Regions from separate parts of the Mus musculus genome. Here all the other regions are linked to region 7. The links are chromatin contacts, called in public Hi-C, HiCAR-type, HiChIP or PLAC-seq and promoter capture Hi-C maps. All regions are on one chromosome and are shown on one strand. The core of a region is the stretch at or near the end of the contact, and the rest is flanking DNA. Distances in the headings are between cores, read along the strand shown.

Evidence for each region. Promoter capture Hi-C pulls out the DNA fragments that hold promoters and counts their contacts. Hi-C and Micro-C count contacts between places; a contact is called where the count stands out from the background. HiCAR-type assays count read pairs that join an accessible place to other places. HiChIP or PLAC-seq counts read pairs in DNA pulled down with a chosen protein or histone mark.
Region 1: a contact with region 7 is called in a FOXA1 HiChIP or PLAC-seq map of pancreatic cancer cells. The contact joins the promoter of Paics here to the promoter of Chic2 in region 7. A contact is called at or near these places in 2 of 39 promoter capture datasets (liver and pre-B cells) and 1 of 115 datasets of contacts at active chromatin or transcription factors (pancreatic cancer cells).
Region 2: a contact with region 7 is called in an H3K27ac HiChIP or PLAC-seq map of thymic regulatory T cells, with 11 times the contacts expected there. The contact joins the promoter of Dcun1d4 here to the promoter of Chic2 in region 7. A contact is called at or near these places in 2 of 39 promoter capture datasets (hippocampal neurons and liver), 1 of 115 datasets of contacts at active chromatin or transcription factors (thymic regulatory T cells) and 1 of 9 other capture datasets (embryonic stem cells).
Region 3: a Hi-C map of liver shows a contact between it and region 7, with 3 times the contacts expected there. The contact joins the promoter of Clock here to the promoter of Chic2 in region 7. A contact is called at or near these places in 2 of 484 Hi-C or Micro-C datasets (LSK cells and liver).
Region 4: a promoter capture Hi-C map of hippocampal neurons shows a contact between it and region 7, with 4 times the contacts expected there. The contact joins the enhancer-like site here to the promoter of Chic2 in region 7. A contact is called at or near these places in 3 of 39 promoter capture datasets (the 3T3-L1 cell line, cranial neural crest and hippocampal neurons) and 2 of 115 datasets of contacts at active chromatin or transcription factors (fibro-adipogenic progenitors and forebrain).
Region 5: a HiCAR-type map of astrocytes shows a contact between it and region 7, with 5 times the contacts expected there. The contact joins the promoter of Sgcb here to the promoter of Chic2 in region 7. A contact is called at or near these places in 4 of 39 promoter capture datasets (embryonic stem cells, hippocampal neurons, pre-B cells and 1 more), 1 of 484 Hi-C or Micro-C datasets (muscle stem cells), 4 of 115 datasets of contacts at active chromatin or transcription factors (astrocytes, embryonic forebrain, large pre-B cells and 1 more) and 2 of 9 other capture datasets (adipose tissue and liver).
Region 6: a contact with region 7 is called in a promoter capture Hi-C map of pre-B cells, with 3 times the contacts expected there. The contact joins the promoter of Aasdh here to the promoter of Chic2 in region 7. A contact is called at or near these places in 1 of 39 promoter capture datasets (pre-B cells) and 1 of 115 datasets of contacts at active chromatin or transcription factors (pancreatic cancer cells).

Annotation. Positions count from the first base shown.
Region 1 is chr5:76,949,225-76,952,951 of GRCm38.p6, reverse strand. Paics (phosphoribosylaminoimidazole carboxylase, phosphoribosylaminoribosylaminoimidazole, succinocarboxamide synthetase) reads right to left here and starts at 1,650. Exons shown (of 9, transcript NM_025939.3): 1 at 1,117-1,650. The coding sequence starts at 1,132. Ppat (phosphoribosyl pyrophosphate amidotransferase) reads left to right here and starts at 1,374. Exons shown (of 11, transcript NM_172146.2): 1 at 1,374-1,995. The coding sequence starts at 1,868. LOC115486295 (a long non-coding RNA gene) reads left to right here and starts at 2,002. Exons shown (of 2, transcript XR_003955939.1): 1 at 2,002-3,727.
Region 2 is chr5:73,489,722-73,493,295 of GRCm38.p6, reverse strand. It overlaps Dcun1d4 (DCN1, defective in cullin neddylation 1, domain containing 4 (S. cerevisiae)), which reads right to left and starts at 2,270. Exons shown (of 11, transcript NM_178896.5): 1 at 2,105-2,270. The coding sequence starts at 2,129.
Region 3 is chr5:76,303,376-76,307,000 of GRCm38.p6, reverse strand. Clock (circadian locomotor output cycles kaput) reads left to right here and starts at 2,209. Exons shown (of 23, transcript NM_001289826.1): 1 at 2,209-2,346; 2 at 3,499-3,577. Gm7467 (predicted gene 7467) reads right to left here and starts at 2,125. Exons shown (of 1, transcript NR_152171.1): 1 at 1,474-2,125.
Region 4 is chr5:73,781,936-73,785,596 of GRCm38.p6, reverse strand. No RefSeq gene overlaps it. Among named protein-coding and RNA genes, the nearest start is that of Gm34960, 21 kb to the left of the region's middle. Within about 2 kb of position 1,871, at least 33 of the 459 cell types and tissues checked have an H3K27ac peak or open chromatin away from gene starts, as enhancers often do.
Region 5 is chr5:73,645,892-73,649,401 of GRCm38.p6, reverse strand. Sgcb (sarcoglycan, beta (dystrophin-associated glycoprotein)) reads left to right here and starts at 1,665. Exons shown (of 6, transcript NM_011890.5): 1 at 1,665-1,727. The coding sequence starts at 1,689.
Region 6 is chr5:76,904,215-76,907,954 of GRCm38.p6, reverse strand. Aasdh (aminoadipate-semialdehyde dehydrogenase) reads left to right here and starts at 2,479. Exons shown (of 16, transcript NM_173765.4): 1 at 2,479-2,532; 2 at 3,575-3,740.
Region 7 is chr5:75,042,410-75,045,977 of GRCm38.p6, reverse strand. Chic2 (cysteine-rich hydrophobic domain 2) reads left to right here and starts at 1,337. Exons shown (of 6, transcript NM_028850.5): 1 at 1,337-1,798. The coding sequence starts at 1,680.

The sequences.
Region 1 (3,727 bases), core at 401-2,900, 1.9 Mb before region 7:
AGACACAAGATACTGATTTAATATGGGAGACACGAGTTTTAGTCAATACTTGATCCAAATTCAGTTCACAGCAGTTACACTGGGTGGCTCATGTGTACTCCTGCTTCAAGACAGGCCCTGGCTTCTGTGCATCTGTACTCAAGTGCACACAACCACGGATACAAAACCAACAAAGTAAAATAGAAGCCAGAGAGATTGCTCAGCAATTAAGAACACTCCGATGTTTTACAGTGCACCCAGGTCCAGTTCCCAGAATCTATAGGGTAGTTTACAGCCATTCAAAATTAAACTATAGATATGAACACCTTCTTCGGACCCTTGTCAGCACAGGGCCACATCAGATGTGGGGAAGAGGTTAGATTCTAAGATTTTTACTAGTTTAGAAGTACTGGCGCTGTGGATTGTCTCAGAAAAAGTCTGGCCCTAATTCCCAATTTTATGGAGCTGTACTACCTATAAACTTCAGGGTGGTTTTCATAGGTGGGAAAGAATGTTGGAGTGCCCACAGGATCTGCTTCCTTATTAATCTAGAAACTTGTGTTGTTCCAAGACAGTGTTTTGTTAGTGGATAAAGTAACTTTGCACTCTCCACACCCATATCCTAAGGGTGTTACTAGCCCACGCCCACAATCCCAAATTCCAGGGATTGCAAAGAAGCATCTGATCAAAAAATTTTGGACCTGTTTTCAAACACTTTAAACTACGAAACTTGCAGTAAAGGAGATTATTGGCATATTAACTTTACCAGAATAAACAAAAACCCTGATAGATTTTCTTGGTTGTTTATCTGCTTATTACAAGGTTTCTAGGCACTTGGTTAGTTTCTGGCCATTTCACCTTCAGAGTACTTTCCCACTCTGCTACTTTCCTTCCCGTCCCGGGGCCTTCTTTTGGCTATTTAAATAGGCTCTGGGTGCTTAAGAGTTTAACGCACGTCTTCCAGCGCCTGGACCATGTGTGCAGGCTCCGGGCCCCAGGCGCCGTCTTGGGGAACCCGATCAGGCACTTTGTCGGAAGGCCTGCATCCGACCTCGGGGCCGCACGTGTATGCGTCAAGCCTGCTAGCTCTCTGACGGAGGGCTGGGGGACCCTAGGGTCCGAAAGCAAGTTACTCACCTACGGCTGTCGCCATTATCCGAGGTGAACTAGAGGAGCAGACCGCGCGGGAAAAAAGGGCAGTGTTCTGGAAAACAAGGGCGACCACAGGATCAGAGGGCGGGAAAGGGAGGTGCAATATCAAGGACACGCCCTAGCCCCACAGCCCACCGGCGAACCCGAAGTACCGGGCTGGCTGTGCTTGGGGCTGGAGTCGTGTCCCCAGGCTTCCCGCCGCGCAGGCGCGCTGACGCGACCCCGCTTCCGGGCGGCCCCTCCCCGCAGGCAGCCAAAAAGTGGCGCGCATGCTGCAAGGCCCCCGCTGGCCGGAGAGGTTTCTGGGTTGGAGCGGACCAAGTCCTGACGGCCGGGGGACGGCGTGAGACCAGGGGGCACGAACGGCTCAGGTTTTCTGAGGGACCCACGCGATCAGCTGCGCCACTCTCATCACCTACTCCTTGGGCGCGGGAAAATAACGGAGCCTCCCACGTGCAGAGAAAGTAGCGATCCTGACCTCGGCCTCCTCCCCACCTCTTTGACTCCGTAGCCCCGCCCCTCTCTTTGCCCTAGCTGATTGGCGGAGAGCGGGAGGCAGAACTGGTCACGCCCCTTCTATGAAGCGCGCCGCCGCAGTAGCGAGAACCTAGCCCGCCCGGGAAGGAGGCAGTCAGTAGCGCGAGCCTCTTGAGGCGTTCGATAGCGGAGCGGACAGCTGGTTGGTGCTTGGACCACGCCGCGGCAGCAGGTCCCTCCACGTGCTTTCCGAGGCGCCATGGAGCTGGAGGAGTTGGGGATCCGCGAGGAATGTGGTGTGTTTGGGTGCATCGCTTCTGGAGACTGGCCCACGCAGCTAGATGTGCCGCATGTGATCACTCTGGGACTCGTGGGGCTACAGCACCGGTGAGCAACAGGATGGAGGGGTGGGGGTGGAATGGCAAGTATTTGCACAGTTCCACGAGCCGCTTCCCAGCTCTGTGCTACGGGGAACGCAAGACAATGAGGGTGGATCATGACTGGGAAGGGGGGATCAGGGCTAGGAGGGTGAATCTCGAGAATCAAGTCAAGTACCTACTCAGGATATTGACCAAGTGGGGGTGGGGTACACTTTGCCTGCATAGACTTTAACTTAGGCTGTCGCGTTGCTCCCGAGTGCTCTTTACAGGTTAGCTCCCAAGAATGTGCATCTCTCGTCGCGGGTTAGTTACTCTGGAGTTTGCTTTCACTAGCCAGGTTGGGAAGGGACCGTTCAGATCTCCTTGAAACTAGAACTGTTCTAGAGATAAGCTTCTGTAGGGTGGTGGTGCTGAAGGTCCTGCAACACTTGAAGGTTTTTCTATTTGTTGTTGTTTTGCACGGGGCCTCCTGCTTGCAAGAGCTTTGTTTGCAAGGGCAGAGCTACTGAGCAGATTTGTCAGCCTGAAAGCAGTTAGAGGTTTGGAGATCGTGAGTTTAAAAGTAGTTATAGCTATGAGAAATTGGGAGATGCCTTTGGGGCAAACAAAGAAAAAAAGACCTTTGCCTCCATAATTTGTTTCTTGACTTCACTGACAGTATTATGGAAATAATACAAACTAGGGTTTTGTCTCTCTTCAAAAACTATTCTATCACGGAGTTTTACAATACAGTAGCAACAATGTCTAGACCAGAGCTGGGCAGTAACCCTTTTTATCAATGTGGGTGCTACATGCATCACTAATGATTATTCTTACCAGACTTAGCCTAGAAGTTGTCCTTTTGCAGAGTCTTATTTGACATTCTACATACTCCGCATACATTTATTTAAAAAAAAGCATCTGGGGCCACCCTGTGGTGGCGCATGCCTTTAATCCCAGCAACTGGAAGGCAGGGGCAGGTGGATTTCTGAGTTCTGAGGCCAACCAGGTCTAAAGAGTGAGTTACAGGACAGCCCGGGCTATATATACAGAGAAACCCTGTCTTGAACCCCCCTCCCCCCAAAAAAATTGTTTTGAGAATGTGTGTATGTATATGGTGTAGGGGACTATGTTTTTTGTTGTTTTGTTTTGTTTTTTAAATTAGTTACAACTTGCTGGGTGCAGTGACTAGCTCAAAGCACTGGAGAGGTCTGCAGAGGCAAACTGATCTGGAGCTTTTGAGGCTACATAGCAAATCCTAGGCCTGCCATAGCTACAATGAGGCCCTGTCTCGATAAACAAACAAACTACAACTTATTCTTAGTGACTTGTCACTATGTTATTATGTTTCCTATACTTACTTTTTTTGTTTTGTTTGTTTTTTTGAGACAGTTTCTCTGTGACTGGCTGTCCTGGAACTGAGTTGGCCTTGAACTCAGAAATCCGCCTGCCTCTGCCTCCCCAGTGCTGGGATTAAAGGCGTGCGCCACCACTGACCAACCCTATACTTGCTTTTATATGAGAAAGCTATAAGATTAGATAAGGTAAGGACAATAAAGATAAGATGTGTTAGTGAATGGATTGTATTTTATAGTAGAGTTCATAATATCAGCCCTGGCAAACATAGCAAGACTAGTCTACCAAAAGAGATTGACTTTATTAGGATAACTTAACTAAACCAAGCAAGCCTTTGGTAGGAGACTAGTGTTGAAAATATGACTGTGGGTTGTTTTGTTTTTTTCTTTTTCTCTTTTTGTTTG
Region 2 (3,574 bases), core at 1,021-3,520, 1.6 Mb after region 7:
CCAATAACCATTGCGATTATGGATGTTTCATAGTATCCATTACACCACACAAAAATAATCTTATAGTCCCTACATTTGATTTAGGGTGATCACCAAGGAGAACTGGCAAAGGATGCCCACAAACTAGGAAGACCTGTAATAGTCCAAAGGGAAGGACTTTACAGCCTCATTCGCTTCACTTACATAAAAGTTAAGACATCACAGTTCCCCTTTGCTCACCTTTAGGATTTCATTGCAGGTTCTGGCATGAGACTACTTCAACCCCAAATTCCACTAAGCTGCCATTCTTGATTCGCTTCCAAAAGAAAAATCCCCTAACTCTTGGACAAACCAAGTAGCCCAAGAAATACCCAGTGCAGTTATCTGTATTTTCTTCACAAGGGATATTACGAATCTCTACTTAGTTTCCATACTTATGTAAGGCTATATACTTCACTCTAGACGTCCATACAATGAACACGCTCTAAATGTTCCATGGTAAACGTTGCTTTAAAACGAACGTGTGCAGGATGATTTGAGACTAAGCTTTCGCTCCCCAAGGCAGATGCAGGGGTAAATTATCTTGGAGAAAGGCCAGGGCTTGGCCTGGGCTTTCCCTCTGCGGTGGACACTGTCCCAAGGAACCCAGGCATCTCCCGGGAGAGAATGCATTGAGTCTCCGCGGCATAAAGCACGAGTTAGTCAAGCAAGGAGGGTCCAAGGGGCGCGCTGAATTCTGGGACTCGTTTCCACAGTTACCCACGTGCACCCAATCCAACCGCGGCCCAGGGCGGCTGGGACTACAAGACCCAGAATTCCACGAGACTGCCTTTCCCTTTACACCGGCTCGGGGAGCCAGACCCTAAAGGAAACCCCTAAAGCACCCTCCCGGTGCTTCGGGCGGAGGTAGCTTCTCGCACGCGCGTTGCTATGCCTCCAAAGCGGCCCTCCGTACAAGGTAACAGGTCTTGACGCATCAGCCTCTACACCTGATGGCCAGAAATTAGAGAACTGCGTCACACACTGCCAAACCTACGGACCGCCGGGGACCCCGACAACCTCTTACGCCAATTCCTCCACCCCGCTTCCAGGACCCCTGCGGGTCGAGTCAGCTCGCAGACAGCGGCCTCCCGGTCCTGTAACCCCAGCCCGCGCTGACCTCGCTCCCCGTTGCTCGCCGAACGCGGAGGCTACTGCCAGCCTCGGGACACCTCCCGGGTACCCGGCCCCGCCCCCTCTCCTCAGTGCACCCCGAGGCTCAATGGTGGTCCCCTCCTAGGCTGGAACCGGGCCTCTCCAGGGAGGAGGCGCCTCCCCCAATGGACAGTCCAACGCTCCCCACCCCGCCCCAAGAGCACCGTACCCGAAGATGACAGCCCTCCCAGTCCCCGCTTCTCCCCACCTACTCTTCCTCCTAACTCACTCCGCACACCCTCCCCGACCCCTGTCCCAGCCCCCAAACTGCACAGCAGTCCTATCCGCCATCCACTCCTCCGGGGACCGCCTGTCCCAACACCTGCCCCCCAAGCCCTCTCCCCACTCCCGACCGCCGTCCCGCACACCGGACTCCACAACTCTCCCATCCCACCGCGGCGTCTCCCACTCCATGGCCCCCGTTACATCACCCCCCATCCCCTCACCGGCCCGGCCGCTGCCCCAGCTCCCCACCCATTGTTCCCGCCCCCGCCCCCAGCCCTCCTTCCCATTGTCCCCGCCCCCTCTCCCCTCGCACTCCCCCGCCTTCCCCGGTAGACCGTACGGCTCGGGCCCCGCAAGCCTCACCCTGTACTCGGACCGCAGGCCCTCTCCCTGCCCGCTCGTACCACCCCCGACCCCAGCTGCCAGCGCCCGCCGCCGTCTCCACCTCCGTGCACCACCGACTCTCGGCCCCCGGCCTTCCAGAATGTCCCCCCTCCCCCAACCGCGGAAAGCCAGCCAGTCCCCACCCCCTCCCCGCCGCCCCTGCCCCCGCCCCAGCCGCCCGCAGCGTCACGGCCCTCGGACTCCAGGAGGGGTTCAACCCGCTCCCGGGCCAGGGACTCCAGCGCGATCGGAACCGGAGAAGTGGAGAAGGGAGCGCAGGAGCGGACGCGGTGTGCGGGCCCGCTGGCTCTGTGCTACTCACTGACAGCTGCAGCATCCGAGTGCATTTTCGGGCAGCTCACACCCGCCTGCCGCCCGGGCTCCCGCGCTCCACTCGCGGTCCCCCTACCGACTCCCCAAACCTTAGCTCGCAACAGAGGACCGCCGGCTTCTTCTCCGGCCCGCCCATCCCGCCCTTCTCATTGGCTAGACCCCAGCCGGGGGACCGCCCCTCTTCGGCTCTCATTTGACCGAAGAAGTGCTGGTTGCGCCGCCTGCAGCTGGCAAGGAGGCCCCGCCCCCTAGACTGCAACGTGATTGGCCCCGGCGTCTCGCCTCCGACCGCCCCTGGTGGAGGCCACTGTTCGGAGCCGCAGGTTGGACCCAACGGCTGTCAGTCATTCAGGGGTCCGAAAGCGCGTGGAGGGGCGAGACTGGGGAATTGGTCCACCTTGACCCTGAAGCCCCGCCCTGTGGCGGGCGGATCCTGGAGCGGGAGACCAACCGAGAGCCCAGCCGAGAACCTGGGTTAAGCATCCGAAACAAAGCAGCCTGAGGGACCTAGAGCCAAGCTCCAGCCCACAGGGACTGGTGTTCCCTGGGAGGCCATCGGCCAGATCCCGCTACTGCCCGCGCCCGGGTCCCGCCGGTTCTCCTCAATCGTTTCCCATTGCGGAAAATTAGAAGAAGAAAAATATCTCCGCTTTCCTCCCCTTTATGCCACAACCTTTCTGTCCTCAACTTTGGAAATGCGCCTCTTTTTCAGAGTCAATTATTCAGAGTCATGCGTTACTTGCGCCAAAGGTTTCGAATGCTTCAGGCATTGAACGTCAGACACCTCTGCGGTCCCCAGACAGCGAGAGAAAAACCTAGTGCCACATTAGGCTCTGGGGTCAGCCTGACACCAAGATAAGCCAGGTCCCCTGACTATAAAAGTCTAAGAAACATAAGTCGAACCTGGCCAAACCGCTGTTTAGCAGAGGGAAGCGTTAATGGGGTTGTGATTGTTAAGTGTCCTAAATACTGCTTTTGTTGTTTCTTGGAGTTTTTCAGTACTTGAAAACCAGTTCTCCACAATCACAGGTAATGCAATAACGCTGAGATGTGCGAGGGTGGGCGCCCCGCCCCCACCGCAAACACACACTCCATGTCCAAACCTCGCTTGCCCCAACCACAGCCTGGACAGCCTGTAGATTCCGCCACACGCACTGGATGATATGACCAAAGATAACAAAGGGGTCCTGCGTTAGGATTCTGAATTCTACAGCCCAGGCTCTTGAGTTGTAGAGTTCTGAAATCCGGACAAATGTTACAAGCGCAAAACAGCTTACAGTCCTTGTTATCTACATCACTGTGTTTGTTACTGTGATATGTTCCATCTCATCGCCCTCTATTTCTCTGTAATTAAATTGAATCCCAATAACGCAATCTTTCATATTTGTCATTCAAATGCATATGATTCACTTCATCAAATTGCAAAATATCAGAATTGCATCTGAAGACAAGAACTCTT
Region 3 (3,625 bases), core at 960-3,459, 1.3 Mb before region 7:
TTTGAGGGAGAGCAAGGTGAATGGTTGGGAAGGAATGGAGGGAGAAAAGGGGAGGGGAAAATGATAGAATTATATTTTAATTTCAAAACTGAAAGTGGCCAACACTTGAGATGGGATTTACTTAGCAGGTAGTGTCAATACCTAGTGCCTCTCAATTGCTCTATGAACTGAGACTATTATCTGCAGTTTACATTTTTTTTTTTTTTACAGATGAATAACTTGAAGTTACATCATTTCACAGATGAATAACTTGATGAAAAGACAGTTGAAAAGAGAACCGGAAACACTTAGTTTAAATGACAACAAGGCACATGGTGTTTAAGGCCATGGTTTAGAATTGGGAACCTAGATTTAGGATTTATGAAACTATGAGGCAAAACTTTTGTTTACTGGAAACACAGTGTTAAAGTTGGGAAATTAAAAAAAACTTTTTTTTTTTAAATGAGGGAAAAGTCGTAAACTGAACCGTGGGAAATAGTCAGACAGTGACAGAGGACTGAGCAGAAAATCAAGGGATTATCAACAGGTCTTGGTAAATAATTAAACAGAGAATGTGAGCGAGGGAGGAGTCACAGGTGACTAAGAGGACAATGAAACCATTAAAGGGGGCAAAGGTCATTTTGATATATATATATATATATATATGTATATATATTATATATGTATATAGTGTGTATACACACACTAGAGGAACTATAATAGAAAAAGAGAATGAATAAAGCCAAAACATTTGACCCAGGGAAAGCATTCAAATTCATTTGGCTGCAACCTATTTACCAGCCTCAGTACCCTTACCTCCTGCCCCTTTTTTACTACCAGTGATCAAGACACTAACTTGTAGATGGCAGAAAAGCTCTTATTGGTTTTAAGCAATAAAACAAACACATTCACGAGTTTATTGATTACTTTAACTGAACTTTCCAAAGGAATCTAGCCCACATCGATTTCAGCGCTCATGCATCTAGGCTATATCACCATGTTTTAATCTGTTTTCTGGTTTTTCCCTTCGTGGTGCCTGCTCTTTCATTAGTCACACAAGAAAAGATTATTTTCTTTCAGTATCAGGTTCACTGGGAAACAATCTTCTTGGCAGTAATTGCCAGCCTGAGACAGAGAACCCAAGGTTTCCTCCTCCACAGTGTCCTGCCTGGACCACAAGGACAGAGTGGAGAATGGGTGGGTTCAAAGGACGTGAACCTAAGCGAGCAGCAGATGGATTAGGACAGCAGAAACTGTGCCTTTCGATGGCGAAACGGTACAAAGACTGCCAAGGAAAGATTCTCCTGGCAGGGTTCTGGCTACGTAGCCAGGAATTTGAGGATTCTCCTCCTAGTTCACATTGCTGGGGGGGGGGGGGGGGGATCGCAGCTAATTCCTAGTTTTGAAGTTGGTTTTTTTTTTTTTTCTTTCCTGAATATACACCAAGAACTTAATTCTTATTGAGACAAACATTACCTTGTAGACAGGATTTTTGGAGCTAAAGAGTATAGGTTTATTTATTGCCTTCTGTTTGCTGTACGAGTTGATTTTTAAAAGAAATTGCTATGAATTAGCTTCTTTCCCAGTAATTCGGGTGCAGTAGCTAAGAAACCAGTGTAAACTAGGGTCCTGGTTCATCCGTAGCGCCATGCTCATCTTTTGCAGTGCCTCCTGCCTTTTCATAAAAGGAGCAAACACATCCCGACCTTTTGCTTCCCTGGCTACAGCCGAGGTCACTTGGGTCGTCCAGGTCCATCTCGGGGAGCAGCCAGCCTAGCGTGTCTCTAGGAGCCGGGAAACCGAGTCCCAGGCATCCCACGAACCTCCAGGAGAGGAAACCGAGCACTGGGCTGGAGAAGTCTAACTTGGCGTAGGCCAAGCTCTCTGCTTTCCCGGGGACAGAGGCACCATTCCAGGCGGCGGCTCCCACTGGTTGGGAGCGCCGCATCCCGGGGAACCGCGAGCCGCCCAGGGCGCTGCGGGCGGCCGCACCCTCCGCTAGGCCCCGCCTCCCGGCCTGCGAAGGGAAGGGGGCCTCGGGGCATCCCGGCTTCCCTCGGCGGCCGTGGAACGAGCTCACGCCGGCCTGCAAGAGTGGGATTTCCTCGGGTGCCCGGGATCCCCAGGCGCGGCTTCGGGGCTGCCTAACGGGGAAAGTCGCATGCGCGCCCGGCGCGCTGAGGGAAGGCGGCCGCGAGGGGAGGGGCGAGTGCAGAGCCTGGCCGGCCGCGGAGCCCCGCGCCCACGACGCATGCGCCGGGAGGCAGCGCAATCACGGACTCGGCTGGCGGCTACCGGCTGGAGAGAGGAAACCCCGGACGGCGAGAGCGCGAAGGAAATCTGGCCGCCGCCGCGCACGCGCTCCCGGTGAGTGCGCCCCACCGGGTGGGCCTCGGCCCGGCGCGCGGCGGGCGGCTGGCCTGGGTGGCGCATGCGTGCTCCCGGGTTCCGTGGAGGAGGGGAAGGCCGGGAGGGGGAGGAGCGCGGCGGTAGCGGTGAATTTTGAGGGGTGGGTCGGGGGCGCGCACTCGCCGCCCCTGGTGCTGCCGGCTCCCGGAGCCGTGGCGTGTCCCGGCTGTCGCCGCTCGGCTGTCGCGAGCCGCCGCGGGCAGAGTCCCGGGCGGGGGAGGGAGGAAGCCGGAGCCTCAGGCACGGTGAGGACGCGGGAGGGCGCGGGGGGCAGTGTGTGGGACCGGGGCAGGGAACAGGGCGCGGGGCGCCAAGGGGGTGCGGGCCAGGCCGGGAGGCAGGAGCTGCGGCCGGGGTCCGGGGACGCGGAGAGCGCGGAGCTCTGGAGAGTCGCGCTCAGCCGGGCCTGCGCCAAGTGTCCCGGGGCCGCTGGGGGTTACCTGCAGGGCAGGGGGGCGCGGTGGGTCCCGCGGGCCCCGGGGGTTCCGGGGCCGCGTCGCGCTTGAGACTGGGCGCGGGGTTAGCGCGGGGCAGGCCGAGTCGGCCGCCGAGAGCGCTCGCGCCCGGGACCCGCTAGGCCTTGTGACCCACTTTATTCCTGTCACCACTCGGGCACGTTTGGAGCGGCGCCCAATGGGGCGCTGGGGCGGCCAGCTCCTCCGCGGAGCCCCCGCCCTCGCGGCGGCCGGCGCGCGCCGGGATCCGCAGTCCGAGCGGCGGCCGCCGCCGCCCAGGGCTGGTTCCGTTAATGGTCCTGGTTCCGGGGCTCGGGCCGCGGGCTGCTCTGGGCCCCGGGTGTCCGACTCGAGTCGCGTGCGCCGCGCCGGGCCGCGCTCTGCCTGTGGGGCTGGCCGTCCTGGATGTGGTCCTGGCTGTCCCGGTACCGGGAGTAGCGCCACGAAGTTTGTATCTTTGTGGGGTGTTTTCTGCCGCTGTGGAAGTCCGAGGTAGTCAGCAGAATCCTGAAAGATGAAGGAAGAGCTTTGGCCTCTGACCTGACAGATGACAGATCAGGCCGTGGTGTTTTGATATTGCAATGCCGAACCACACACTGCATGAAGCCTTTCTAGATGCTTTAAAAACAACAGACTCTGGTGTTTTCTATTGCAGTGAAAGAAAAGCACAAGAAGAAACTTTTACAGGCGTTGTTGATTGGACTAGGGCAACGATTCCCAAAATCACCAGCAAGGTAATTTCCCTTGATTGCATTGTTGTAGTTTTAAAAGCGACTAGAGAA
Region 4 (3,661 bases), core at 622-3,121, 1.3 Mb after region 7:
TCTCATTTTTCCTCATTGCTGCAACAAGGAAGACCTTGCTAAGGCAGCGTAAGAGCCTGTGGGTTTGTGTTGGCGTAGATCTATGAGTACTTTAGGAGCCTTCAGGGCAGCCAGAGTGTGAGGTAACTTGACACATTGTATCTACAGCTAGGAAGCAGACAGCAGTGGATGCCCTCCTCCACTGACCTTCTCCTTTTAATCCAGCCTGGTACCCCAGCCTGTGGAACAGTGTCACCCACATTTAGGGTGTATCTCCCCACCTCACTTAACCTAATTTATAAAGTCCCTCACAGAGATGCGCAGAGATTCATCCTTCATCTAGGTTCATCATCTCCAAGGTGATTCTAGATCCTGTCAGGATGACAACCAGTGTAGACCCCTGATTGTCAGCCTGTGTGTCTCGACCCTTCTGGGAGGTTGAACAACTGTTTCACAGGGTGTCACCTAAAACCACCAGAAAACACAGATATTTATATTATAATTCATAACATTAGCAAAATTATAGTTATGAAGTAGCAGAAAATAACTTTATGGTTGGGGTTCACCAGAACATGAGAAACTGTATTAAAGGGCTGCAGCACTAAAAGTTGAGAACCACCGATACAGATCACCACAGCCTCATCACCCACATATTTACAATCGAGCCAACACACCCCCAGGTCACCTATGCACGTTAGATGCATGTGGTTCACTGACAGATGCCTCGGTTGCTTCAGGGTCACTGTCTATGTGGGGGAAAGAGATGTTTACTCCTAAGAAGAAAAGTAACACAGAACAAATGTCACAGGCAGACAGCTTATTCGGTAGGCAGCATGAGATTTCCAAGTAGAGACTAATGGTGGTAAGTGGGTGTGTCCAAAGAAAAGATGAAAGAGACATTGATGAGGGACATCATTTCAAAGGTTGCTACCCTATAGCTGGAGACTTATCCGGACAGAGAGGCAAATGTGAGAAAATTTGAGGCACCCTCAGAGTCGGCTAGCCTGATGGATCCGGTGGCTTGCTATGTCACGTGTTAGTCAAGGGACTTCAGAAGCCAAAAGAATGGACTGAAGCTGGTGGGCAGGTGTCATTTCGACAGGCTGTGAATGTCCAGGTCCTGAAGGAGCTTCCCTTATGTATCTGAACACATAGGGAAACTCTGGGTTGCCCTCATGCATGCTACTGATCATGTGCACAGCCTCCGTGGAAGGACATTCTAGAAGAGAATAGCTGTTTTTAATCCCCTCCCTCCGCTGCCGCCTCCCAAAGCTGCAGAACAGATAGATACTAAGTCATTGTGATCAGACTAAACCACGATACTCAAGAAAGCTCCATCTCTCTGGCCTGCCTGTTGGGATGCTTTGAAAGATGAGGTGGGGAAACCGCGGGCCTCTGGTAATTATCAACACCTGCTCTTTAAGCATCTCCCCTCTCAGAGCAGGAATTGCCCCAGAGCCAAGAGGTAGAGAGGGGGCCAGAACTGTTTAGGATGGTGGCCTGGTGAATGTCACTTCTAGAGACCTCTCTGTGAGGTCACAGCCCTTGCTGTGGGAATAGACTATCGGCAAAGCTGGGAAATGACTGACCCTTGTCTTCCAGGCCCTCCAAGCTTCTTTTGTGCTTGCCACTAAAGAGTGGAAACCACCACTCACAGCTTACTCACTCGGTCTCCGGGAGGCCCTCACAGTGCAATTTTGCTGCCAGGACTCCATCCCAGAATCCTAAATGAAACACCTCACGCGCAAATTGTCTGCGCCTCGCCAGCAGCCTCCATGCAGCGCTGCAGCAGTCCCAGGAGTCTATCCTCAGGTGCTTCAGACTCTGAAAGCTCAGAAGCGCCGGTCCAATTGTGTAACTCACTCTCCTACCCAGGTTCACACTCTCCCGGCATCCCAGAGTCTTGGTTGAAGAGTTCTATGGTATGACGACGCAGAATGGTGGTCCTCCGCGTGTCTCAATCGGAAGGATGGTATAAATGTAAAAGCCAGCCCCTGCCCCAGGCCCATTGACTCAAACACCCTTGGGACAGAGCCTCTGGGTGGTTCTGATGTTTGAGAACCTCTGATGTTGCTATTCCGGCCCACCGGTCAGACTCAGGATATTACTCCTGCCCTCTGTGCATCCTAAGGTTTAGCTCAAATATGGAAGAGATTTTACCAAACCTGTCCACCCTCTTGAGGATTCCATGGCTCTTTTACAAAAGAATAAAGAAACCCAGGTCTTAGTTAGGGAGAACTCATTCAGTGGCTTGTAAGGAATGGCGTCTTGTTGCTGTAGGTATTTTTTGTCCTAACTCCAGACATTCCATCAATCCTCTTGGTCACAAAGGCAGAAGGATGCATGTCCAAAGACCCCAGCCTGAAGAAAATTCCTTTATCTCTAATCAACCGATCCTTACTAAGAAACCAAGGAGATGGGGATGTCAGAGAAGGCGTTTAAGGGGAGAAGTTGGGTTCAGTGCACAGTGTGCCTGCCTTTGTGTGCACAGCTGTAATTGGTTAGTGTGGACAAAGGAGAAGGTCAGCCTTGGGGTGGAAAGGAGACATCCCATCGAAGCAAGGCCATCCTGCCCACTGGTGCTGGGAAGAGAGACACTGTTCAGACCCCCAAGACCTAAGAGGGAATTTAAGTATGGTGTATACATTTTCCACACAGGGAAGCAGAGGGCAGGGAGGCCAGACGGGGCGGGGCCAAGGGACGCTCAGGAGCCAGCACAGCTGGGAATAATTAGGTGCGGCTGCAGCATTCCAGGCGGTTGACAGGTAATAGAGCTTGGTAGACTTACAGTTGGTAGAGCTTCAGAGACCTTTGCCCTGGAGGTGTTTGGCAAGTCGCCTCTTCTGTATTATGACTCTACGTCTGACAAAGCTGTGGAGGTTTCCACAGTGGATGCAAAATGCGTGCGTCCATCATCATGACACCTCTGGAGGAGGGGACTGTTTCTATTGGGTTGGTGTTGCAGCGGGCAAACTGTTCCCTGACTGCCCACGGTCTCTTCTATTCTCAGCTCAGGAAAACACAACCAAGGAGAAAGCTTTGTGTCCTCCAGTGTTAAGGTGCAGAGCAACCTAGGATTTATGTATAATGATTCCCCAGGGGCAGAGTCTGCAGGAACACCAGCAGTGCTTGTGTGTCCTCTTGGCTGCTTCCTCCCTGTGACTCTGGGAAGGAGCGCCATGAAAGTGCTGAGGTGTTTCTTAGGAACGCTCCTCCACGCCCTGCTTCCTCCAACCAAGTGTGCTTTGTTGAAATAAAATCTGCATGCTGTTATCCCTAATTTTCCAAGTCCTTGCTATGTTACATTGGGCCAGACACCCTTGCTGTTAAATGTCAGTTAAAACCTAATGAATTTAACAGCTCTGACAAGTTTAAATGAGCTCCCACAGAGACTATATAATTTGCTTCGTGTTCTTACCTGCTATGGATCACTAATTCCCAAATGAGAGTGCTGCAGACACATTTTTCAAAAAAAAAAAAAACAAATTTCTATTGACTTTCAAAGAATGTAACCAATTAGCACACGTTCATTATAGAGAATCAGAAAAAAAATCAGAAGAAATATCACCCATATCTGCCTAGTTACACTTCTGTTATGAAACTGTCTAAAAGAAACTCAGAATAAATGGCTGTCTGTGGTGCCTATTAGCATACCCAAGTGTACTCTGGCCTCCAGGCTCAT
Region 5 (3,510 bases), core at 416-2,915, 1.4 Mb after region 7:
TCGGAGGGATGGCTCAGAGGTTAAGAGCATTGGCTGTTCTTGCAGAGGACCTGAGTTTGGTTCCCTACACATGTTTGGTGGCTCATAACTGTAACTCCAGTCCTAGGGGGTCTAACAGCCTCTTCTGACCTCCACCAGCACCAGGCATGCAGGTGGTACATATACATATCTGCAGGGAAAACATTCATACACGTATAATATCAAATCTTAGAAAACAACAGCAGCCAGAAGAAGACACATTGGCAATGAGAACAAGTGGGTGACCTGTCAGTAACACCTCAGCAACGAGGAATCCAAGGAGAAGAGACCCATCTTCAGACAGTCAAGGTCCATCTGACTTCAGAAAAATCCATTATTAAAGTACCTATGTGGAGACATGTTAAAAAAAAAAAAAAAGCAAGGTGGGGCTTCTTATCTGCTTAGAATCTGGAGTGCCAGGCAGCTCTGGAAGACATTTAATAAGTTCCATTATTGTGAGTGATTGAGACTGACACAAGGTTAGAAACAGAGTAGCGCTAATCAGAGTATGGGGGCTCTGAAGAGAATGTGACATTTGGTGGGTTCTTGGGGGACACAAAGGAGTATAGCTGTCAGAGAAAAAGGAAACGACTTGAGCATAGTGAATAGTGAGGCACAGGAACCCAGGAGCAGTCAAAAGCCTTATTGTCAAAGTTGATAAATGGGACCAGAGCCAAGCTATTACCCAGACACCGCCGACTTTCAAACCTGTGGGTTGTGATTTACATAGTCTTCCTGACTAAAACGCAGGTTCGTCCCAGTGATAGAGCCAGGCAGTTTTAGCAGTTGGGGAAGAAGACAGGACCAGGCAAATGACCACATAGATACAGCTTATATCCGAAATCAGGCATGAGAGAGGGGGAAGGTTGGGAGACATTTGCTGTGTGTCAGAGTATTTAACTCCACAGCCAGCCAGCCATCAGAAGTAGGCGAAGCAGGGAAGCTGAGTTAGAAAAGCAAAATGACCCAGTACCTGGAGAGAAAAAGCTGAATCAGACATCTCCCTTGGGTGGCCTAGGGTAGTTTGTAGAAACTACTCATCATCTGAGGAGTTCTTGAACTTAGGATGCTACTCATTCTATTGTTTTCAACTTAATCAGTGCAGAGAGCAACCAATGTGCACCTGACTGTCTCCTGGTGCTCACTGTGAGTCAAGTTAGGTTCCTAAGGACCTAATATAGTCTCCAATATTAAATGGACAATCTGCCTCTAATGCCTCAAAGAAAGTGCCAGACTTGACTTCACAGGCTTCCAGAGGAGTTGAGGGGGAAGAGACTAGTTTGATTTAAGCTACCTAAAGTTTCCACTTGATCTGCACCCAAGTCTCACCCACCAGTACACTCAAATACTCCCTTGCAGTTTGTCACAGCTCAGGACAGGACAGTATCCCAAGACGGGGAGTTGATATAAAGGTAAAGGCATGTTTTGGATTTTGAGGGCGTCCTTTCCGAAGAACTTGAGGATGCCCCAGAGATCCTTGCCACACCCATGCAACCCGCGGGCGACTTACGGTCGTGAGGGACCGCCCTGCAAGGATGTGAACCTACACAGAATCTTGCCCACTCTGGATTTCTTTCGGGGGAGTGGCGAGGGCGTGACAGGGCGTGGCCATCGAGGGTGTGAGCCCCACCCCAGTGCCAGAGCGCAAGCGCGGGCTGCGGCGGGCCAAGATGGCGGCAGCGGCGGCGGCGGCGGCAGCGACCGAGCAGGTCTGTGAGCCTGCTGCGGCCGGCCGAGGGATTGGGAAGCCGGGTGGCCCGGGCGACCCCACAGAGGGCGGGGACGACGGAGGGCGCGAGGGCTGGGCTGGCGGAGCGAGGCGGCAGGGCGGGGCCGCAGGGCGGGAGCTGTCCGCAGCCAAGATGCTGGCGAAGGCCGGGCTGGATCCTGGGCAGCGGCTCCCGGCCGGCCAGAGAGCGGAGCTGTCCCTCTGCGGGAGTGACACGGGTCATGGCCTGCGGAGCCTGCGCCTGGACGTGCCTCTCCGCAGCCAGAAACCATGCGGATAAAAATAACGTCAGTCGGGGCCGGGAGGCTGACCGATGCCAGCCAAGTGGTGGTCAGCTGTTGCCTGGCGTGGATCGTGGCCAGGTCTTGCTTCTGCCATTCCCCGCCCACTGTGGTTTCTCGGAGATTCAGATACTAATATAAAACTGACCCGTGTCTAGTGGGTTTAAGATTACTTTTTAAGAAATGCGTTATCAAGTGTTTCCTGGTCTTCGTTGTGAGCCTAGAATAGTTTAAAGGCTTCCCTTCAGATATCAAGCTGTAACTTAAGCACGCACATAAGTGTGTGTGCGGGTGAAGTGTGTGAACACATGCTCGTGCAAGTAGTTGCTAAAGTGACTTATTATAATAAAAAGCTATTTTTGTAGTCACTTCTTTATTGTTGTTTCCCTTTGCAAATAACCAGTAAGCTGGTTTCTCTTTAAAAGTTTCATTTCTTCGAAATCACTGCGGGGAGAAAGTGAATGAGTGAAATTGATATGCAACGGGGGAATAGTTTCTTAAGTGGCTAACATTTTAGCGACAGACCTATTAAATATTCGAGGACTCATTCTAGGGGGTATGAAAAACAGACCTGAAATCTGCTAAACAAGCACGGAAATCCTCTATGACAATAGGCAAGTGGACTTGTTGGGAATGAAGCCATTCCTTGGTTTTCCTAGTTTACCCCTTACAGCCTCTGGGTTAGAGGGGTCTCAGTTCTTCTGTGCATGCATCTTGATGCTCTGAGCTTCTATTCTACCGGAAAGTTACAGTGGTCTGCCCACTTGGCTACCCTAACCAGAGCCGGCCTGCCTGAAGAGAGCTAAGGAGAAACAAGCATTGGGCTTAATGACCAGCTTCCCTCAACTTTATAATTCGAACATGAAAGGTTGCTTTTTGTGTTTGGGATCCCACTAACTTTGTAATCTATTCTGTTTGGGAGTCAGGGTAGGCCCCCCGCTGTGTCAGTCACTGGGTCCTGGCACTTCTGCCCCTTAAAAAAGCTTCTCCCCCAGCTTCATCAACAAAGGAAGATGTTGGTATCTTCTTCCCCAGCTCCTCTATCCCAGGTCTCAGTTGGAGCTTGAGTCTGCTTCAATGTAAATGTGTTCAGGAGGGGCTGGCAAGATGGCTTAGTGATAAAGGTGACAGCCACCAAGTCTGACAACTTAGTCCCTGAGTTAAGTCCCGAGAACCATCTTGGTAAAGTGAGAGGCCCAACTCCCAAAGGTTGTCCTTTGACCTCCACACGCTTATATCATGGTGTATGTGCCCCTCACACACTGAATAAAAGAAAAGAAAGAAACGCAGAAGAGGAGGAGGAAGAGCTTGGGGAAGGAGGATGGAGAGGAGATGGAGGAAGAAGGGGAGAAAAATTAGGAGAATTAGGGAGGAAGAGGAAGATGAGGGGGCCACCAGCAGCAGCAGCACAGCACTTGCAGAGGCACTGCCCCAGGAAAAAGTTCATCTCACATATGGTGACACTTTTGCCGGTTACCACAT
Region 6 (3,740 bases), core at 1,230-3,729, 1.9 Mb before region 7:
CTATAATCCTGCACTTGGGAGGCTAAGGCAGGAGGTTCTTGAACTTCCAGGTCAACATGGCAATATTGAGAAGAAAATCAAACTACGCTGGAATCAGACATCTGAAGGATGAGGTGTTATGGGTTGGGTTAACGAGTTAAAGAATTCCTTAAATAAAGCCGTGACATACTGAAAGTATTGGAAAAAGCAGTTCACAATGAAAATCTTTTTAAAGTGTAAATTTCAGGCCCTGACTGGAAAAGCTTGACCGCCTACAGGGATAAGGAATTGGGATTCCCCTTTAAAATCAGCCCAGGCCGTTCTGATGTCGTTGACCAGAGACTGGAACAACAGAGCATCGAGTTGAACAGGAGGCTAAAAGGAGAGGTCCACTGGGCAGGTAAAAGACGGTGTTCTGGCTGGGCTAGATAGTTGGCTTAGTGGTTAAGAGCACGGACTGCTCTTCTGAAGATCCTGAGTTCAAATCCCAGAAACCACATGGTGGCTCACTACCATCTGTAATGAGATCTGATGCCCTGATCTGGTGTGTCTGAAGACAGCTACAGTGTACTTAGATATAATAATAAATAAATCTTTTTTTTTTAAAAAAAAAGACGGTGTTCTTTCTAGAGAGAGAAAAGTCAAGTGTGCTGGCTAGTTCTTTGTCAGCCTGACCCAAGCTAGAGTCATGCGGAAAGAGGGAACCTCAACTGAGAAAACACTTCGTCGCATTGGGCATTCTTCTTGCTGCATGACTGATGTGGGCAATGACACCCCTGGGCAGGTGGGCTGCTCTTCCAGAGGGCCCAGGTTTAATTCTCAGTATCCACAGGGTGACTCAACAATTAACTCTGGTTCTAGACAACCTAGTAAGATCATTTTGTGGCCTTGCTCCAGGCACCATGTGTTGCATAAACATGCACTTAAAAGACCTATACACATAAAACAATTTTTAAAAAGGAAAGAAAGAAAAGCAAGCTAAGCAAACCAGTAACCACCATTATTCCAGTCTCTGATTCAGGCCTTGAGTTCCTGTCCTGACTTGTGATAGTGATAGTGCTTTGATAAATCTTGGTTCCCCCAAGTTGCTTTTGGTCATGTTTTATCACAGCAATAGAAAGCTAAGAGAACAAATACAACACTTAAAAAGGTGTTTGGCGAGGCCCATAGTACACAGGAAAATGTGGTTTTCAAACAGGTATTTCCTGCACTGTTTGGAGGGACAGATGAGAAGGCAGATCTGATTCCATGACAGGCTTCAAATTAGCAGTTTAGGAGACTAGGCCTAAGGTCAGGCAAATCAGTTACTAGAAGAAGAAGAAAAAAAAAGGCTTCAGGCAGTTAGTCAGAACTGCCCTGATATCTGAGACTGCCTGGCCACCTAGCCTGAGGTAAGGACAATGGGTCAGCAACAGTTTCCAGACTTCCTCTACAAAGATTTCTAGACTTCCCAGTAACAATGCCTAGAGATAAGTAAGATAAAGCTCTCCTACCCTGGAATTCCAATGTGCTTTCAATGGAGCCTGCGAGCTCATTTGCTTTTACTCTGTGTCTTTGTAATGGGGACGACCCCACCATGCTGAGCTACAGAATAAAACACACTTTGTGTTTACATACTATTTGAGTCCAGGGTGTCATTCTTCATGGACCCTTACAAGCTTCTGTTTTCCAGCAGATAAGGACACACTCCTTTGTTTTTTAAGGCACTGTATGTAGATAGTGCTTAGCCACTTCCACCTCTCCCCCCAACAGGAACCAAGACAAAAATCCCATCTTTCCTCTCTGCGAGGGCACAGTAACTCACCACAGTGGTGACCCTTCCCATTTATTGTAATAATTGTGCCATCGGAAAAACACACATCCAGGCATACAGTGGCTTTAGGGACTGCTGTTGACCTCAGACAGGCCTGGGTTTCCTCATAGGGAAGTGTTGTAAATAGCTGCAAACGCCAGTTAGGAGTTTCATTCTGACAGGGGGCTTCCCTGGCATACTTCACCGCTGCCATGACGGTCGCAACCAATCTTGAGTATGTTCCCAGAAGGTGTGGAGGGGATAAGCCAAATTTACTCGCCAATTAGGCGGTGATTACTTCACTTCAGCCTTTGGGATATTTCTACCCGCACTTTAAGGAACGAGGAGACTCCGGGTCTCGGAGATATGGCTCTGCTGTCAAGGAAGCTCACTGGCCATCCAGAGGTCCCTTCTAGGTCTCCAGCACCCATGTGGTGGCTCACAACCACCTGGGACTATGCTCCAGGGAATCATCGGCCCCTGCAGGCACACGGAACACTCAAATTCACGCAGACGCACAGGCATGTTGCCTGAAGCGTCACCTTCAGCGGCAGGGCTGAATCCGCACGGACCAAACCCGTTGGGCCAAACGCGGCGGAGACCTGTGCGCCACGTCTGGGCGGAGCCCCGTAGGCGAGAGCCCGCCCCCCGACGCTGGAGTGACGTCACGGGCGCCCGAAGATGACGCAGAGGTCCGTTTTACGGCTGCTGAGCGTCTGCGGCTGGGCTAGGAAGTGCACGCCACGCGCTGTCGTGAGAAGGTGGGGCGGGAGAGCGCGGGCGACCCGGGGAGACTTTGTGAGCTGCCGGACCCCAGCTTGGAGCGGCTGTGTGGGTCACCTCGGTCACCTGCTGCGCCACCTCTTAGCGTGGTTCCGAGAGCCAACGAGAGGCTTTTGTGATTGTAATTAAGGTGGCTGCGTGAGAAGTATAAGATGCAGACGGATAATTTACCTATATATATAATGCCCAGTATAGGGAGAACCCTTAAGATCAGGATCTGTTGGTGATTAAATGGCTTTATTTACAGTTGTACATTACCGAGCTGCTAATCTTAAGGCTATAACACGAAATTTGCTTGCTAGGTCATCCCTTTTCATGGCTCACTTGTTTTTCTTTCCTTTTCTTTTTTTTTTTTTTAATTTAAAATTGTGCGTGTGTGCGCGTGCAGCATGGTGAAGAAACAAAAAGGACCTTTCGGAAGTGGGTTCTCTCCTTCCATTATGTGAGTCCCGTGATCACACTTAGGTTTTCTGGTGTGATGGCAAGTTAGTTTCTCCACTGACCCATCTCGATGGCCCAAGTCAGTCTGAAGGGAGGGGAGGGGGACAAAGACAGGGACAGAGACATAAAATTCAATGGCTGACATGAATATCTGGACAAGACTGAATTTTGCCACTGGGAGCTTTTAAATTCAAAGTAGAAAAACTCCTTAATTATAGATTTTGTGTGGTGAGTTTTGTAGCTAGTTATAAAAATGACATTTTAAGAACTAAGTTATAGCCGGGCGTGTTGGCGCACGCCTTTGATCCCAGCACTCAGGAGGCAGAGGCAAGCAGATTTCTGAGTTCGAGGCCAGCCTGATCTACAAAGTGAGTTCCAGGACAGCAAGGGCTACAGAGAAACCCTGTCTCGAAAAAACAAAACAAACAAAAAAAACCTAAGTTATAGTCTTGTTATTCTACTGCTGTGAATTATGTTAGTAGATTATATTTTCTTGTGAGAAAATAGCAGTTACACGTGCTTGCTTTTTAGAGAAAAGGCAGCTTTTAAACAGACTTTTTTTTTTTTTTTTAATTTTAGGTATAGCAGTGTTTTACCTGCATGTATGTAAGTGCACCATGTTCGTGCCTGGTGTCTTCAAAGGCTGTGGGATCAGCCAGAACTGGAACTATGGACTGTATTGAGCTCCCCAGTTGGGTGCTGGTATGGAATCTGTGTCTTCTGAAAGAACAAGGACGGTTTAACT
Region 7 (3,568 bases), core at 88-2,587:
ATACATAGTCGCGCGTGCACGCGCACAGACACACACACACACACACACACACACACACACACACACACAGCTGACCACACAGTAGGTTCAGTGTTTATTGAATGAATAAATCTGGGAAAGCATAAGTCTGACGCATCGACTATTTTTCCCTGCCTAGCTCACTGCCCTTTTTTTTTTCCCCAGATCTTTCCAGGATTAAGTTGTCCAGCATTTTCCACTCTCATGTTAACCTTTGTACGTTTTCTGCTTGGACAAAGACCCGTAAACGAACTTGAAGGATGCGAACACTGCGTAGAGAACTGTTTGTGGACACTGGGTCCAGTACAACTCCTCTTTCCTTTCCAGACCAATGAGGAACTCTTGTTACCCCATGGTCCAGTTTGCCGTAGGAGTCCAGTTCTGTTCCTATGTTGTTTGGATGCTTGGCAGACTCTTGATTGTGAAACCAGGTCCAAGGTGATCCATGAGTCCACTGTTCCTCCCTTCCCCCATCCCCTCTTGTGGAGAAAACATTTTTCACTAGAGAGACGAAGCATACAACTGCAACTTCTTAATTGGAACACAGAGAACTTGTCAACTTTGTTAGGTAGTATTGATGGTGAGATTTCTTGTTAACAAACAAACAAACAAACAAACAACCTGGGCTAAAAGGACAGAATATTTGGCTTTGGAGATATTTTGGAAAATCAGGTAGGACAGTAGACAGGAAAGCACTGTTTGCCGGGCAGTGGTGGTGCACGCCTTTAATCCCAACACTTGGGAGGCAGAGGCAGGGGGATTTCTGAATTCGAGGCCAGCCTGGTCTACAGAATGAGTTCCAGGACAGCCAGGGCTACACAGAGAAACCCTGTCTCGAAAAACCAAACCAAACCAAACCAAACCAAACCAAACCAAACCAAACCAAACCAAACCAAACCAAACCAAACCAAACCAAACCAAACCAAACCAAACAACAACAACAAAAAAAAAGAGAATGCACTGCTTTGTTAATCTCAAGTTGGCAAAGTCAACCAACTCTGCTTCGCATCGTGGACTAAAAACGTTTTATTAAACCGGCAGTCAGATTCTCTGGTCCGGCCAGGGGCTTCGCCCGCTGTCGTTGTTTGGGCTACAGATTACTCCAGCCTGGCTCTAGGAGTCGAGTCGGGGTCAGCGCCCCCGATCCTCACAGACGCCGCCTTCCGGGTCGCTGACCCTGGAGCCGGAGGGCGGGGCCGCGCCGGGTGGAAGCGGAGGAAGAGGCCGGCGTCCCGGGAGCGCGCGAGACCGTCCGCGTGAACGCGCCCGCCCGCCCACCCGCGCGCCCGCGCCCACGCCCGCGCCCGCCCGCGCTCCCGGGAAGTCTCGCGATGCGGTAGCCGGCTGCTCCTGCTGCGGGTGGCTCGGGCTGTTGCTGTGGTTGCCGGAGTTGCGGCGGCGACGGCGGCGGCGCTGGCGCGGGCGGCGGCGCTGGCGGGGGTGGCGGCCCCGGCGGATGTTGACATTGTGTTGTTGTTCCTGCCCACGGTAATGGCGGCGGTGGCGGCGGCAACGGCGGCGGCCGGGACCAGGTCTCCTCAGTAGCCGGAGCCCACACTGCCGAGCGCCAGCTCCGCGGCCTCCGCGCCCGCCGCCTCACCAGCCGTTCCCCGCGGCCGCCCCAGAGCCAGGGCCCCGGGCGGGGGGCTCGCCGGCTCGGGATGGCGGATTTCGATGAAATCTACGAGGAGGAGGAGGACGAGGAGCGGGCCCTGGAGGAGCAGCTGCTCAAGTACTCGCCCGACCCGGTGGTGGTCCGCGGCTCCGGTCACGTCACCGTGTAAGGCCCTGCGAGGGCTAGGACGAGGACGGGTGGCGAGGCGCGGGCGGGGTGGGCCCTGGGACCCCTGGGGGTCCTCCTTTTCTTAAACCCCCGTCCCCGGTGACTGGCGCGGGACGGGGGCCTTGGGGGAAGCTCCGGCGATCAGGAAGTGAGAACTTGCTCTGCTTCCATTTGTTTAGGACTCCCAAGTGGGGACAGACACTGCCTCCCCTCCCTCCCACAGCCCCGGAGCAGGCCCCGTGGCCCGCGGGGATGTGTGGGGTCCCAGCCGGGAAGATGGCTCTTTAGGGTCTGCCTGATGGGCCATCGGTACAGGCTAGAGGTGCACACACTCACACACACACACACACACACACACACACATCTTGTGGGATCCATCTTTGTAACACCCCCCACACCCCCGTTATTCTTTGGGACTCTGCCTGACTTACAGCCTATTGACATATGGCTCAGAGGTCAGATCTGAGGTGTTAAGATCCCAGTGGCAGTTGGTAAATGAGATTCACTGTCGTGTGTCTATCACACATAACACGTAGGGGCTTCCCAGTTCCTCAAGAGTAAATTTCTGCAAAACTGATTCGAGTTGCTGTCAATTATGTATGATAGAAGTATACAGGTGGACGGAAAAAAAGAGGAGGATACATCTGTTTACAAGGAATTACAAGTACCGAGTTTCCTGTAATCCGGTCTGTTTTGGGACACGGACCTAGGTTGGCTTCTTTGATAAGGGCCCCTGTAAGGTTTATTAGCAACATCAAAAGTCCCAATATTATTCAAACAATAAGGGATGAAAGCATTCTGAAAGGTCGTGACTAATAAAGGAATGTAGACTTGGGGCAAATAATGAGTTGTCCGGAAGAAGGAAGTTTTGTAACATTTCCCTGATAAAATCCGGAGTTTGTACAACTTAGGGTATTGATACTCCTTTGCAGCTGCTATCTCCAGTTGAAAAGTCATCGCTCAAACTTCCTGTACTTGCATATCACTTTATCACTGATAGAAAAAGGCAGCGAGCCTGAAGCTGTCTGGAGCGCTTGTCATTGTTTTTTGGTGTAGGGTGAGTGGGGCGTGCTGTGGGCAAGGCGGTCAAACAGTGAGGCTCCTCAGAAGATCGGCCCTTGTGTAGTCATCCTGACTAGCCTTGTTGTTGTTGTTGGGGTGTGCTTATGTAACACCTTGGTGTCTTCGCACCTGTTAACGTGTGCATTTAGGTGATTTAACAGGGTAAAAACACTGCATAAGCATTGTTTCAGTACCTGGATAAGGAGATGGGACTTCGCACCATAATAACTGCTCTGTTTTAACTGTCAACACAAACTTAATTAAGGAATATAGCTAATTATGAATAATACAGTTTAAATGTATATCATAATGCTTTTAGTGTTATAACCTGCTATTTAATTTTTAGTTTAACTCTTAGGACTTTTTTCTTTTTCTTTTGAACTTAAGGACTATGGGTGCTTTTAAAAGCAATTACAAACAAACAAAAAACCGACACAGTGATAGTCCCAGTACTCAGGAGGCAGAGGCAGGTGGATCTGTGAGTTGCAGACTCCCCTGGTCTTCAGGGCTACATAAAGGATTTCTGAACTTTTTCATGTTGTCTGTGGTCATCCTTAAACTCCTCCTGTCAAATCAAAGCTGGCAGAAATTTATTTGCAGAGGTTCAGCTAGGGCTGGAGATGTAGCTCAGTGTTAGAGTGCTTGTCCTGGGTTCAGAGTAACCAAATAAGGTTCAAGTGCAGTTGTCATGTCTCTTCTGTTCAA